Linked DNA regions of Anser cygnoides: all the other regions are linked to region 2. Evidence: chromatin contacts called from public Hi-C data. All regions are on one chromosome and are shown on one strand. The core of a region is the stretch at or near the end of the contact, and the rest is flanking DNA. Distances in the headings are between cores, read along the strand shown. Region 1 overlaps CUX2 (cut like homeobox 2). Region 2 holds the start of ALDH2 (aldehyde dehydrogenase 2 family member). Region 3 holds the start of PPP1CC (protein phosphatase 1 catalytic subunit gamma).

Region 1 (4,941 bases), core at 2,279-4,778, 170 kb after region 2:
CCATGTGCAAGGAGATATCAGTCTCCACGGAGGCCGAGCCTTGTCCTCCCGCCCACCTCCAGCTACAAACCACAGCTGGGGCCGGCAGCGCTGCGCCCGGTGGCACCAGCCCCAGGACCGTGGGAGGGGGGGAGGTTGAAATAAATCTTCCAAAAGGACCCCAAGTCCGTGCCTCTGCAACCCAAAGCCACCACGGCGAGTCCGTCACCCGTCCAGGGGACAGAGCTTGATGCCCCCAAAACACGTGCCGCCAACTACGTCCCGTGGGCGCGATGTGCACAAGTTCCTGGGGATGCGGGATGATGAAACTGGGGAGAAAGTGGGCGTTTTGGGGTTTATTTGTGTTGAGCTTTTTGGTTCCCTGTTCTACAAGGGAGAAGGGAGAAGAGGGCGACGTCCCACCCAGCCACCCGAGCCGCGTCCCCCTATGCTCGCCACGAGGCCACGGCTCCTGTGGGTCCTCCCCGCTCTCCTTGCCAGGATCCTCTGGGGCAGGCACCTCGCCCACCACGAGGGCAGCAAAAAGCAGTTGCAAATTGGGCAGAAACATGGTCAAAACGTGCTCCCCTCTGCCGCACCGTGCCACCGGTCCCGCGGCAGGGCAGGCACAGAGAGCAGGACCCCCAGGACCGAGGGCTGCCGCCGAAGAGAGACATCTCTGGCTGTAACTACATAACTCAGAATAAGAAGACAAAGCTGGAACACAGCACAATTAATGCAGGAAGCATCGATTTCTGCCCAGCACCAAGCTGCCTCATTAATTCCAGGTGCTCCTACGAGCCGCTTCCAGCACAGGCTGGACGCTGCGACGGGAGGCAAGCGGGAGAATACGGGATGGCGAAACCCCTCCGTGTGTGCCCTCAGCCCTGCCAACAAGGAACCGGCAGTGGGATGTGGGAAGAGACCCCCGAGGGTGGATTTTGGGAGCTCCCCCCCCCCGGTGTCCCCACCATCCCAGGGACGAGGGCTTCGCGTCTCGCTCGGCGCCGAGTCCCCCCCGCCGCAACGAATGCCAAAGCTGGTTTGCACTTGATGGAGCCTGACAAGAGCAACAATCACAGATTAGTACGGAAACTTCTTGCTTTTCAACAAAGGTTAATAAATAGTGACAGCATTAAGTCTATTCTGATTAACTATGCTGAAAGATATTATTGCCGTTTGTAACGCGGGATCATTATTGGATTAAGCGCAGTGTGTAAAAATGAAATGTGAGGTTTAATCTCCAGCGCAGGCTCGCCGCGCTCTGATGCAGCCCGTGCAGCTCTCAGAGCCTCCTTGTATTAAATTCGGTGACTTGCTCTGCCGACAGATACCATCTCCCACGCGCTGCCTTTCGAGCTGGTCGGATTTTGCATTCCTCGACCGGCGCCGCCGCTGCAATTTGCCGTGAGAAGGAGCCGCGTGTCCTGGCTGAGATCAAGCCCCAGGCCCCATCATCTCCCAGTGCAGTACTTGCGGCAGGGGGCTCAACATCCCCTGCATCCCATGGGGGGACAGGGACTGGGACAGGGACAGGGGACACGGCGCTCCCCACGGCACGTCCCGCGCCCCACTGCTGGGACACCTGGGGGACAGATGTCTGCAGGGAAAATCTTTCTAAAACAGCCACTAACAGCAAAATTTCCAAAGCGAGAAGACCAACATAGAGAGACAACGTCCATGCAGAGGAGGGGGAAGAGGAGGAGGTGCAGAAACCTGATTATTTGCCGTAACCTGCTAATTTTGGTGTGTCACGTAAATTCTCTTCAGCTGCTCATGCGGCGTTTGCTTATGAAGCTGGCGCTCAGACAGGTGCTCTGGCTTTTAGTTGGACACACTCGGCCCAAATTCACCTGCCGCCAGCCTGCCTAATGCCAACGTAGCTACACCAGGGAGGAATTTGATCCATTTTTACTCAAATTGGGAAAGAAATGGCCCCACGCAGCCCCGGCACCTCCCGCGGCTCCCCCCACGCTGCGCGTCTTCTTTCACCGAGAATGCCACAGCCGTGAAAAACAGGATTCATTTCCTCCAGAAAAAGGCATTTCTGAAGATGTCCTCGCTTGAAATACTGGGAAAACCAATTCTGAACACCTCCCAGAAGAAAACATTCTTTTTTTATCATTATTTTTTTTAGTTTAGCAGCTCATGTTTATCGTTCCTGCCATTAGTATTACGCCTACATTATTTCGCTCCACGGCACGAGGACTACTTTATAACATGACATAATAGCTTAACTATTCAATTATTGCATATTTTCTTATTTTTAAAATCGTTAAGAGCAGCTGCTACTTAGTCCTGATTGAAACCCCTTATCTCCTTCCCCAGATCAAAGGGGTGGCTGCTTGTGGTAATGGAAACGGTTTGACACCTCGATCAAAGCCTCTGCTGTTTGTGCTGTCGGAAAAGTGTTTGACACTTGTGTCAAAGCGTCAAACTATTTCATTACAGCGCCAACCGGAGACACTTTGACTACGGGAGATAAGATGTTTCAATCAATCAGCATCCACAAATGGCCTCCCCCTATGATTAAAAAAAATAAAATAATAAGGTGGTTCTAGCTAGAGTTTGCAACGCGGCCGCGGGGCGTTGTAGCTGCTGGTGCGCAACGGAGCACTGCAGTAAAGAGGAATGGCACAAAAACAAATGCGAAAGCCAAGAAAACAGAATTTGAAACGAAAATCCCAAAAGTTTAATAAAAAAATAAAAACATGCCATTTTTTGGAAGCGCTGAGACATCCCACCTGTACGAACCCAGAGCAGCAGCCGGGTGCTGCCGGGGCTCCCAGCAGAGCCGCTGGGGCGAGGACGCAGGGACCCAGCCCTGCCATCGCCACCACGTCCAGGGGAGGTGGCACCGACATGCCCACGGAGCAAAAAGATTTGCAAAATTTAGCTAGAAAGGAAGATCTCCAATGTCATCACCTCCATCTGCCCTGACAAACCCATGTAGTGGCTGCTGGGGGTCAAAGATGGGAAGGTGACGTGGGACCAGGGACGGTGACGTGGGACCAGGGACGGTGACGTGGGACCAGGGATGGGGACATAGGACCAGGAATGCCTGGAGGCAGCACTGGTGTCCCCACGCTGTGCTCTCCCACCAGTCCCACCCGTGTCAATGCTGCCACCCTAATGCCACCAGGGCCACCGGCTCCGAGCCTGGCTGTGAGTTATCCACTGAGCGAGCGCTGCTCGTTTAACCGTTTAATTGCGTAGCGGCCTCCGGCACATTCACTGCTGATTTTCCCAAACTCACTGGCTAGCACCCAAAATGAACCGTATTCCTCAGGCTCGACCATTTGGGACTTTGACGAGGAGGAGGAAAGTGGCACAGTGGGGTCTGGCTGGGGCAGGAGAGCTGCATGTGGGGATGGGGATAGGAACGGGGTCGGGGTCGGGGATGGGGACGGGGACGGGGACAGCTCCTGCCCCAGTCTCTGGGGTGCGGCTGCAGAGCCTCTGCGCTCTCCTCCCTGCAAACTCCCCCTGCAAAATTGGTTTTTAGCAAAGCCACTTATCACCTTAACCATCTATCGATCCCCTGACTCCCGGCCAACGCTCCCAGGATCCGATAGAGGAAAGGCAGAAAAACACGGCTGCGAGGGAGCGCTCCTGGGCAGCTCCGCTCCGGCTGCCCCTCGCCTGGGGGAACCCTGCCTGCAGCTGGGCTGGGGGACACGAGCAGGCGAGGACTGGCACAGATGACCCATCTCGCTGCCACCTGGGCCCCTGGGCCAAATCCTGCCCTCTGAGGCGGCTGCAGGCGGTCAATAAATCGATGGGAAGCTCGGGCGGGCAGCCAGAGCGAGTGTGTGCCCGATCCGACGGCACCCTGCGCCACTCCGGCTGCTGCTCAACCCCAAATTTCACAGCAAACAAAACAGAAGGCAGGAAAGCCAAAGGAAACCGTTTATGCTTTTGCCAGGAAAATGGAAAAGAGCGCAAGGAGGAAGCTGGAGGATTATCCGTGGGGACCTCTGCTGATGGAAACACGAGGGTTTGGAGAGCTCAAGGTAAAAATCCTGAGTCGCATTGGGTCCTACCCACCTCGAGCTCTGGAAGCTCGGGAGGTTGGTTTCGAACCAGCAGATATGCACATCATTCACTCGGCTCTTCTTTTTAAGATAGATTTGTTGCCTGGATTTTAGAGCTGCTCCCCAGACACGTTCTCACCCCCAGCCCCATGGGGCTGTGGCAGAGGCGATGCAGCGCGGGGAGCCCGGGGAGCTCCCGCGGGACGATCGCAACAGAGAATAAAAACTAAAATCACCCGAGCCCCATTCTGCAGGAAAACAGCCCTACCTCCGGCACACTGCCTAACCCCAAGCAGTGCAGCCAAGAAAGTCACAAGGTCTTTGAAAAAGAGCCTTCCTTCTTCCCCTGGGTGACAGCCACGCAGCAGAGGAGACGGAGCCGCCGGGTCACGCTCGAGCACCAGGAGCAAGCCCAGCCCAGCCGGGATGCGGCCACCACCGAGCCGAGGATGTCCGAGCACCCCAAAATGTCATGGGGGGGTCTCAGAGACACCTTCCTTCATCTGCTGGGGACAGGACATGCCATGGGAAGACACAGCAGTGAAGGCGAGGAGCACGCTGCAGAGCGCAGCCCCCGGCCCCGCACGCTTCCCAGCAGCATCGATCTCCCCGCGGTAGCAGCCAGTATAATTTTGCTTGGCTTCAAATACCTGGCGATCACGAATTCTTTGGCCACAAGGTTATAAAGCATTCTCTAAAACATGAGAAAAAGATTAAGCCTGCTTATAGTTAATAATATACTGTATACTGTCTATCAAGCTGGCTGTTTGCTATTGAGAGCCTACTATTAGACACTTATTTAAAAGGCCTTTCAAGGCTTCCGAAGAAAGTGCAGTTATGCATTTTTTTTTTTTTTCTGGCAAGAACTACTATAGATAAACATCAATTCGCTCCTGCAGATCACAGTCGCAGTAAATAAATTTTTCAG
Region 2 (4,749 bases), core at 1,168-3,667:
GAATACCACACGTACGGATTTAGATTTGATTCTCAGTTTGCTCCTCGTGTCAGTTCTGCATGTTGGCTTTTTAACTTTCAGGTTCCCAGGCAGCTCAGAGTTAGCTGTGGCTGACGCCCTCACCACACCGATGGGCTCCCACCACCCGCCTCTGCCCCGGCCGAGGGACCACGGAGCGCGATACGCACCGCCAGGTAAGCCCGGTCCCTCTCAATCAGGTCAGCTAGGCGATTCAGCAGCTTCCCGCGGTGAGACGCGTCCATCCTCCTCCAAGGCGAGCCCAGCTGGAAAGCTGCCCTGGCTGCCTTAACAGCCTTGTCCACATCGGCCTGCAGAGGAGTCCAAGCAAGGGGGGTGAGAAGGGAGCAACCAGCCCCGGCCTCCCTCTCACAACGCAGCTGATGCCCTCCCTGGGCTCCAGGAGGAAACACCACCTGTGCCTCTTATTTCAGCTATGTGGACTGCAAATATTGACACTATTTCTGCAATATCATCTGCTGGGTTAATCTTTGCATCCTAGAACAAGGCAAGGAAAGAGCTTTAGAAGTCTGCTTTGACACTCTTTCAGGATTTGATTTCACTAGCACATTCTAAAGCACTTTTTTCCTTGATCAAGTATCTCTAATCCCTCATTTTGTCCAGTCGGGACATTAATTTGCTTTTAGTTGTTTTTTCTGTTCTGCCTTGCTGTAATGGTCTCGCCAAGACAAGCCACTGCGCCACGGACAAGCAAACAACAAAGGGTTCCCTCGCTCACCCCTCCCCTGGGGAATACAGGCGAGTTTCCAGACTGGAGGATGAGCCCCAAATTGCTGGGAAACAAAACCTTGCTGTGCCACAGACTCCTAGGAGGGCCTTTCATAAAGCACAGGGCAATTATATGGCTGCTCCCTCCTTTTTCTTTTTTTTTTTTTTTTTACTTCCCTGGGCTGGGGACGGTCTCCCACTACACGTGCACAGCACGTGGAGGCCGTTCAGGCAACCCTGGCCTTCTGTTTCCACTCCTGCCATGACTCTGGGTCACGCTCCCACCACAGCAGGGGTCTCAGCGTTCATCCCCTCCTGGCCCAGCAGCTTCCACCCACGGCTGCTCCTCCCAGCACAGGCTCCACTCCACACCACGTCTGTTCCTCCCCACCCTTTCCAGTCCCAGCTTGCCGCTGGGAAGAGGCAAAGCCGGGGGGTTTTGTGAGAGCAGTGCTCGGGCAGGACAGCAGCAGCACTGGACGCAGCATTGGTGCAGGTCAGCCGCTCCGCAATCCCTGCGTGCTGCAAACAAACAGATCTCAGAGGGAATATTTACCTTATCGCCCTCGGCAACCTGGCAGATAACTTCTCCTGTCGCTGGGTTGATAGTTGGGAAGGTTTTTTTACTGACCGCATCGTGCCACTCGTTGTTTATGAAAATCTGCAAGGAAGAAAGCGAAGCAGTGTCACGCCTCGGAGCCAGACCTAGGAGGAATCGCTACGAGCTGTATTTGTTTGCTGGCTGCTTAGCAGGCTGTTTAATTCCAGGGACTCAGCTTGCGGGGGGCTCCAAAACCACGCGGATCTGAAGGCGATTTTCTGGCCTAGGCAGCCCAGCAGCCGCCAGCCGACAAAAAGGAGCCGCACCGCGGCGGCTCCCCTCTCACCTGGTCCTTCCGAAGCCCCGGGGAGCCTCGGGAGAGGGGGGAAAACGCCCCGGGCGCCGGCGCCGCGCCCCGTTTCACCCGCGGGGCTGGGGCTGCATCGCCCCGGCAGCGGGTGTCGGGCAGCCCGGCGGCCTGCGGGGACCTGCGGGCACGGCCGGGGCCGGGGCAGCGGGGCCGGGGCAGCGGGGCCGGGGCAGCGGGGCCGGGGCAGCGGGGCCGGGGCAGCGGGGCCGGCCCGGGGCGGGTCCCGCTCTCGCCGAGCTCCAGGCCACGGCCGCGGGGAAGGAGCGCCCGGCCCGCGTCGCGACAGCCGCCCGTGTCGGATCACCCACCCATATCGGGACACACACCCACCCACCCGCGTCGGGACGCCGGCCCAGCCATGTCGGGACACCCGCCTACGTCGGGACAGCCCCCAGCCGTGTCGGGACACCCACCCAGCCATACCGGGACACCCGCCTGCGTCGTGACAGCCTCCCGCGTCGGGACACCCCCCACCCATACCGTGACACCCCGAGCCGCGTCGGGACAGCCCCCCCGCTTATCCCCCCGGCCATCTCGCCCCGCGCAGCCCTTGCCGCCGCCCCCCCCCGGGGCCGGCCCTACCTTCTTGTAGGCGATGTCGGGGCGCGGGTTGGGAGCGGGGATGGGCGAGGCGGCGGCGGCGGCGGCCGAGAGCGGAGCCCCGGGGCGGGCCGGGCCCCGGCAGAGCCGGGGGGAGCGCAGCGCCAGCCGCAGCATCGCCGCACCGACAGCACGGCGCCGCCACCCGCGCCACGCCCCCCCCGCCGCGCCACGCCCCTTTTCGCGTGGCCACGCCCCCTTTCCGCGTGGCCACGCCCCCCGCGCGGCTTAGCGCCACGCCCCCGCCATTCATCACCGCGCTCCCTTCCATTCATAACCACGCCCCCGCCGCTCGTGACCACGCCCCCGCCGCTCATCGCCACGCCCCCCTCCATTCATAACCACGCCCCCCGCCTCGCTTCGCCCCGCCCACCCGCGTGCCCGCACGGGCAGCCCGAGGCTGGCAGCGCCGCTGCTGCCCCGAGGTTGTGCCGGCCCCGAGCCCGTTCCCCCCGGGGGCTCAGCGCCTCCGACCCGGCCCCGTTCGTGGCGTTCGCCCCGCGGGCACCGAGGGGACGCCCCCCGGGGAGCCCCAGCCTCCGAGGCTCAGCCCGGGATCCCGCTTGCCAGCGGGACGAGGCGGCCGGAGGCGCCAAGGCGGCTGCAGGCTCCCGGAGTCCCCCCTCCTTCGGGGCCGAACGCCTGCGGGAGGTCGGGTTTCATCCTGCGGCTCCAGAAGGCGCAGCTCAGGTTACAGGGCTCCCCGGCAGCCCCACGGTCCCGGCGCTGAGCAGCCAGCACGGCCGTCCCGGGGCCCTCCCGCAGCACCCCTCGTTCCCCTGGCAGCAGGGGCGCTGAGATAACGAGGTTTTGCGGGCCTGGGCTGCGAGAGCGCTCCTGTGCCGGAGGAGCCAGCGCCAGGCGTCGCCACCCACATCACTGCAAGGACCCCGCCGCATCCCACCATCCCCAGCGGAGTTTCCAGTGGGAGCAAAACGGGCGGAGGATACCGAAGAGACGACCTTGTTAAGCCGGTGAATGCCAAGAATTACGCCCAGCACTTCAATATTGAATTAATACCAGAGAACACGTGAAGAGCCCAGGAATCACCACGATCACAAGCCCCCAGTCCTCCCTGCTGCTGCTCCGTGTGGGGCACTGGAAGCCCCCCGCTGATCTGCATCGCCCCAGGGAAACCCAGAGAGACCCACTGCAGCCCCGGGGCCGTGGAGTCCTCCCAGTTCCTCCCAGTTCCTCCCAGTTCCAGGGGCCTCAGCTCCAGGGACTCCCCAGAAGCCAGAGTCCTCCAGGACCTGACCCAGTTCCCCCACCACGGGAGTCCCAGCACCCACGGGGTGCTGGGGATGTGCTGAAGGCGAGAGGCTCTGCTCCATCTCCTTCATTCCCAAACCCGGCCCGGCTCTCCCCGCTGCAAGGCTCGTGCCTGCAGCCTCATGACCCAGGGATGGAATTTGCCCCACAGCTATTGATCCAGATGACAGCAAACACCACGGAAATTCAAAAGCTCGCAGGCTGCAGATACCGTGACCCCTCCCACGCCAGAGGGGCTGGTTTAGCCTCACACCCAAGGCTCCCCAGCGCCGTCTCAGCTCCGGTTTGCAGCCTGCTGTCCTGTGAGGCACGCGGGACCTTCGGCCAGATCTTTGTGGGACCTTCAGCTGGGCGTGGGGCTCAGGCCTGGGCTGGGGTCTGCACGGCTGCGATGTTCTGCTCCAGAGACCTGTGTGAGAGCGAGATCCACGCCCACGCGGGGCAAGTAAGGGACTGCAGGGCCAGGGAAGCCCGACAGCAAATGCCTCAGCTCCTTCCGAACGCCCAGGATCCCAGAGCAAACAGGACAAATCTCCCCTTGGGCTCTTTGGCCCCGGGCTGCAATGCCTGTGTGACATTCCCGGTGCGCTCCTCCCGGCCCCAAAAGGCAGGTGTCCCCCCCCGCTGCTTTATCTGGGCCACAGGAGGATGAGCTGTGAGGTGTACGTGCCTGCTCACCCGGCTAGCCTGATCCGCGGCCTGCCCAGTCAGCATCGGAGACACCGCTTTGGCTCTGGCACTCTGCCTGCTGGAAGAAGACGAGACACATTGCGTCCTTCTCCGTCCTCCCCTGGCCCTTCCCCGGCCGTGACAGTGCGGCCGCGGGCCCACTGCCTCGGCCGGAGGCACTCGTGTTTGCTCAGAGAGAGGCTGAGCTCTGCTGTGCTCCCCTCGAGAAGCTCTCCCCGGGGAACTGGGGGCATGGGCAGCCTCTGGGACCCGAGCGCTCCCGTGCAGGGCATGGCAGGATCAGCCCAGGCGCTGCCTCGTTCAGCCGAATTCCATCTCGCAGGGACAAACCCTGCCCCCGCAGCGCCAGCTGGCCCTTTCCCTTGGCTCTTGCCCAGCCTGGGAGCGCTGCGACAGCCCTCGGCCGGGCCTGCTCAGCCGTTTAAGGCCCCGCTGCCGTTATCTTTCCTCTGCAGGCAGCAGGACCCCACCCCTGGCCTCCTCCCCCCAGCTTTACGACGTGCTTCCACAGCTGAGGGCGCAGGGGCGA
Region 3 (4,705 bases), core at 1,713-4,212, 220 kb after region 2:
ATATCTGGATGCACGCAGTAGGAGTTATGAGAACATTGAAATCGTGGCTGAGCATCTAGTTAGGAAAAATAACATCTGACCCACGAGTCACACCATCTTTGTTTTTCCAGCGCTGAACAGTCCGTGTAGATCTTTGTCTGAAATGTACACAAACACACTGAATTTCACGGACTTAGCAAATATGTAATCTAAGGAAGGGGAAGCGTGGGTGACTTGCATTTCTTAGGATCCACCTACATACAGGAATAAAATAAGGAGCTTTTCATCATTAGCTGTATATATACATGTATATGCATGTATATATAGGGTATCCACATCATGTTACACACATAGTATATGTATGTGCATGTGCATGTACTATGGGTATGTATATACAGAATAATTATGAAATGCTCCTTATTTTGCTACTGTATGTAGGTGGGTATTATATATATGATATCTATATTTTTATAGATAGCCAGATTATGAGCAACCGTACAATAAACAAAGTGGCATGCGCAAGAGATAGTGAGGACAGATCAGTGGGGAAAGATATTTTACACTGAGGCTTCCAAGGAATGTTACCCAAGCTGTGATTTATTTGTGGAATTTCAGGGGGGAGGGAGGAAAAGACACAAAGGTCTCAGAGCTGCGAGCAAGATAAATCGTACATCATCATGTATTTAGCAAACTAGAACACAAACTGTGGAGAAACACAGAAAGGGCGGGGAGATGCGAACTGTGAGCTTCAGAATTATTGAACGCTTCAAGCCTGTGCGCAGAGTTTAAGGACAAAGGGATTTCCCTGATTGTTCCCCTTCTAGAAATAAATCATTATGGTGAGCAACACTGGAGAAGAAAATAGTTTCAGGTTATTTATAACACCTTGGCTGTGTCCCTTTTCTAATCGGAGAAGCTGCTGTGGGGCAAGGCTTGTTATTTTCAGCAGAGAAAAATTAGCTTATGAAAACGATAATTCTGCAGTGGCATTTTAACATCTCAGCCTTGTCTCGGAGTTTACCGCTGTTAGGTAAGGGCCCTTATTTTTTACGTCTACATAGCAAAAATGTAAACGCAAAAAAACTGTGTGCAAAACCCACAGGCCCCCTCCGAGCAGGACACCAAGCACTCGCAGCGAGCGCTGGGACCTGGGCGCGGAGCCGCAGGGAGGCGGGTTGGTTATCGAGGTGATGACAGGGCCTTGACAGATCTGCCTTCATCTGTCACTTCCCTCCTTTCCCCTCGGCTATGCCTCTTTTAACGCGAACTGGCGGTGCTTTGGACCTTGCTTGATTTGGTTCGTCAAGTGAGACGCATTCCTTGCCCTGACCAGTTTCGTTTGAAGGGCCAGATCCCTCCTTTCAGATGTATGATGATCCAGTGAATTCCCATACCTATAGGAGCAAACGTCCTGGGTGGCATTCTGGAAGGTGCTGAGCTCTCCCCCTCCACCCTGTTTCCCAAAGCGTTAACAGGAGTGAAGGGGACTCAGCACCCCACAAAAGGTGCTCTGGTCCTCGCAGGACTCATCCCTGGAGGGGTGCCAGGGGAGAGGGGGCAACAGCTGACGGACGCGATAAGATGTAAGACATTTCCAGCGAGGGAAACAAGGACGGGAAGGTTTCTCGGGAAACACAGGACCAATTTCCCCTTTTGAATAATTTAGTTAAATCCAAGGGAATAACTCGCTCTGCAGAATTTGAAAGGATTTGCAAGAGAAAGAAAGCATTCGGCGCAAAAGAGCTGGGAGGCCGTTCCCGGGGAAGGTGCAGCACAAAAATAGATGTAAATCTGCAAGTGCTGTCACGTTGAAGTAAATCTGAAGTAACTCTATTGTCTTCAACGGGGTTACTTTGGGCTTACACCAGCGTGACTGAGATTAGCGTATCGGCTGGGGCGTGCTCATTACGATAAGCGTTGGCTCGGGGAAGTTGGGCGTTTCGAAGCTTCGTTTTGCAGCGCACAAAACCCCTGAGTTTCGGGTAGTGTCTGGCCATGTCCTCTTATCTCCTTCCTCCCGCCAGACCTAAGGTGTGCTGAGACGGCGACTCCTTCGTGTTATCGCCCTCGGGGACCTGAACTCTGCTCCGGCGCCGCCACGGCAGCCGGTTATGGATGTTATATAACTGTCACCATGAGGCATCCGGCATGCACGGTGGCAGCAATTGGCGCAGGGAGGGGAGAAGAGGTTGACGCAGCCATCCCTGCAAGTCAAAGCAGGAGGAAATAAAGCAATTAAACAATAGTCCATCAGAGATGCAACCCGAACAGGGGGAAGGGCCCGCACAGCCCATCTCCCTTGCAGATGCATTCCAGTTTACGAGAGGAGCCTCATTTAGTTGCTTGTAGCCAAGCCTTTGCTACACTCAGGACAAAATAATAACAGAAACGTGAAATAAAATGGCCAGACGCTCTTGAAGGAGCATGCCAATTTCTCTGGCCAGGCTCCCTATGAATTTCCAAGCGCTGTACGTGTGCACTTTGGAGTTGGACGGGGAGAGGCGTGTGTCTGAGGTTACACAGAGCTGTCGGCTGGTGCACCTGCCGGGGGAGATGCCAGCTGCCGGCGTGTTTTGGGTGACATTCATCCTATTTTAGGGCCGGGGAGCGGCTGGCCCGTGGTAGGCACCTGCACCCCTCATGGGTCACGGGCACGTGGCGCCATGAGGCGGCAGCCCTGACGGGAGACACACCCCAACCTCCCTCCACCGGGACACACAGAACGGCCTGCAGCTCCCCACCACGGCCCGGTTCCCACAGACCGAGGCCGGGCCGGTCACGGCAGCCCCCACAGCACCGGGAACGGGCTGCAGCCCCGCACTATTTCCCCGCCCGCCGGCGGAAGGATCCGCCGAGGGCGGGCTCGGAGCCGCAGTGCGCGCCCCGCCTCCGCCGCGCTCTTCCCGCCCGGCCTATAAAGGGCTTCCGGTGAGCCGCCGCGCGCTCGCCGTATCCGTGCGCCGGCCGAGCCCGCTGAGGGGACGGCGGCCATTTTGTGGGGCGCCGGGGCTCTGCCGAGGGGGGAGGCGGCGGCGGCGGCGGGGGGGGCTCGGAGCCGAGAGGGGAGAAGAAGGCGGGGGAGCGGGCAGAGACCGGCGGCACGGGGCGAGCGGAGGAGCCGGGCCCTGCCGAGCGGCGAGCGGAGGGAGGGGAGCGGCGGGGAGGGGTCCGCCGGGCCGCTGCGAGGCGATGGCGGATATAGACAAGCTCAACATCGACAGCATCATCCAACGGCTGCTGGAGGGTGAGGGGCGGCGGCGGCGGCGGGGGGGGGACAGGAGGTGGGGGGCGGCCGGCACCGGGCCCCCGAGCCCGCCCGGCAGCGGCCTCCGGCGGGGCCCCCCTCGGTCCCCCGCTCGGCCACGACCGCGGTTTTGGGGGGGGGGGCAAAATTGGGGGGCGAGGGGCTCTGAGGCCTCCCGGGGGTCCCCACGGGTCCTGGAGCTCCGCTGCCCCCGGCCCCCGAGCATCGCGGGGTCCTGCCGGCCTCCCCTTTCAGCTGGCGGGGGGCTGCTCCTTATCGTCGTGGGGGAGCGTTTCAGGATGCTCCTGGCCTTTCTTTCTGTTTTTTTTTTTTTTCCCCCCCATTTTTCGCTTGCACGCACGTGGGGGCTGCGCTTGGCTGGGCAGTCGTGGGGCTCTGGAAGTCGGAGCTGGGGAGTTTAAAGAGCCTGTCGGGGCAGCTCCTCAGAAAGTCTGCAGGGGAATTCCACGGGCTTTAGGACGCCGTGGCTTTAGCATTGATTAGCTCCTGCGTTAATACTACCATTGGGCTCTGAGTTTGTAACATATGGTAGCTTCCTTTGGTCTCAATTGAGGGTTGGGTTATGCTGTTGCAGACAGTACGTGGAAGGGCTTATTGTCTTGTTAGCACCTAGGGTTGAAAAAGATTGCATGGAAGCCCCTAAATCAAAGGGAAACCTACAAGTTCCAGGGGGTGTCTTCAGCATCTTCCTTTTGGTTGCAGGGGTCAGCACCAGGCTGCAGTTGTCATCTGATCCGTGTTGGAAGTAGCTGGTGACACATTTTCTTAAGGCATCAAGGAAGGAATTATTTAGGGAAGGGAGCTAGCCTGATCCAGCCGAATTTCATGTGTGTTGGGGCAGGCATCTCTTAAGCACTTGAAGAGGTTGATCAGGGGTTTAACGTTATTTCCATTTGGCACAAAGTCATCTAAGATGATGTTGAAGCAAACAGTAAGGAAATGTCTTTCAGCTATGTTACACTTTTTCCTTCTTATAAAATTTTGCTCGGTGTAATGGCCTGGATAGCAAAAGGACAGGCAGAGGGACAGTAGTGCTACCACAGAAATTACTCGGAATTAAAAATCCAATAGGTGTATTATGGGATTACTGAGCTAGAATAAGTAAAAGTAAGTAGGGCTTTTTCTCTGATCCGTTTTGGTTTGCCTGTTACCAATTTAAACTACCCTGGCTTAAATTATTTAAAGGCTTCCCTTCATAAATTTAGACCAGGATTTTCCTGAAACTCTAGTAGCACACTTTGTAGGTGTCAGGTCCTATATGTCATATGTCTGGTGCCTTATTAATACATGCTCAGTTTTACTGCAGATAATACATTTCGTACCTGATTAGATCTAGTGCAACTCATGCGGTTTTCTCAGCGTAAGTCGCTAATATTAAAGACATGGCACAATGTAAGCATGGAAAGAAATCCGAGTGATTTTGAATGATGATTCTTGTTTAAAGTTTCAGAAAGTAATAAG

Evidence for each region. A called contact is a pair of places that touch in the nucleus more often than the background predicts.
Region 1: a Hi-C map of liver shows a contact between it and region 2, with 8 times the contacts expected there. The contact joins the enhancer-like site here to the promoter of ALDH2 in region 2. A contact is called at or near these places in 2 of 7 Hi-C or Micro-C datasets (both in liver).
Region 3: a contact with region 2 is called in a Hi-C map of liver, with 1.7 times the contacts expected there. The contact joins the promoter of PPP1CC here to the promoter of ALDH2 in region 2. A contact is called at or near these places in 2 of 7 Hi-C or Micro-C datasets (both in liver).

Annotation. Positions count from the first base shown.
Region 1 is chr17:2,465,528-2,470,468 of Taihu_goose_T2T_genome, forward strand. All of the region lies in intron 2 of CUX2 (cut like homeobox 2), which reads right to left. Among named protein-coding and RNA genes, the nearest start is that of CUX2, 15 kb to the right of the region's middle. Within about 2 kb of position 3,529, at least 2 of the 3 cell types and tissues checked have open chromatin away from gene starts, as enhancers often do. A contact at or near this core is called in liver, where this site is marked.
Region 2 is chr17:2,298,666-2,303,414 of Taihu_goose_T2T_genome, forward strand. ALDH2 (aldehyde dehydrogenase 2 family member) reads right to left here and starts at 2,418. Exons shown (of 13, transcript XM_048073999.2): 1 at 2,241-2,418; 2 at 1,304-1,408; 3 at 189-329. The coding sequence starts at 2,375. ACAD10 (acyl-CoA dehydrogenase family member 10) reads right to left here. Exons shown (of 14, transcript XM_066979354.1): 14 at 3,247-3,939. The coding sequence ends at 3,874.
Region 3 is chr17:2,513,335-2,518,039 of Taihu_goose_T2T_genome, forward strand. It overlaps PPP1CC (protein phosphatase 1 catalytic subunit gamma), which reads left to right and starts at 2,963. Exons shown (of 7, transcript XM_048073788.2): 1 at 2,963-3,223. The coding sequence starts at 3,169.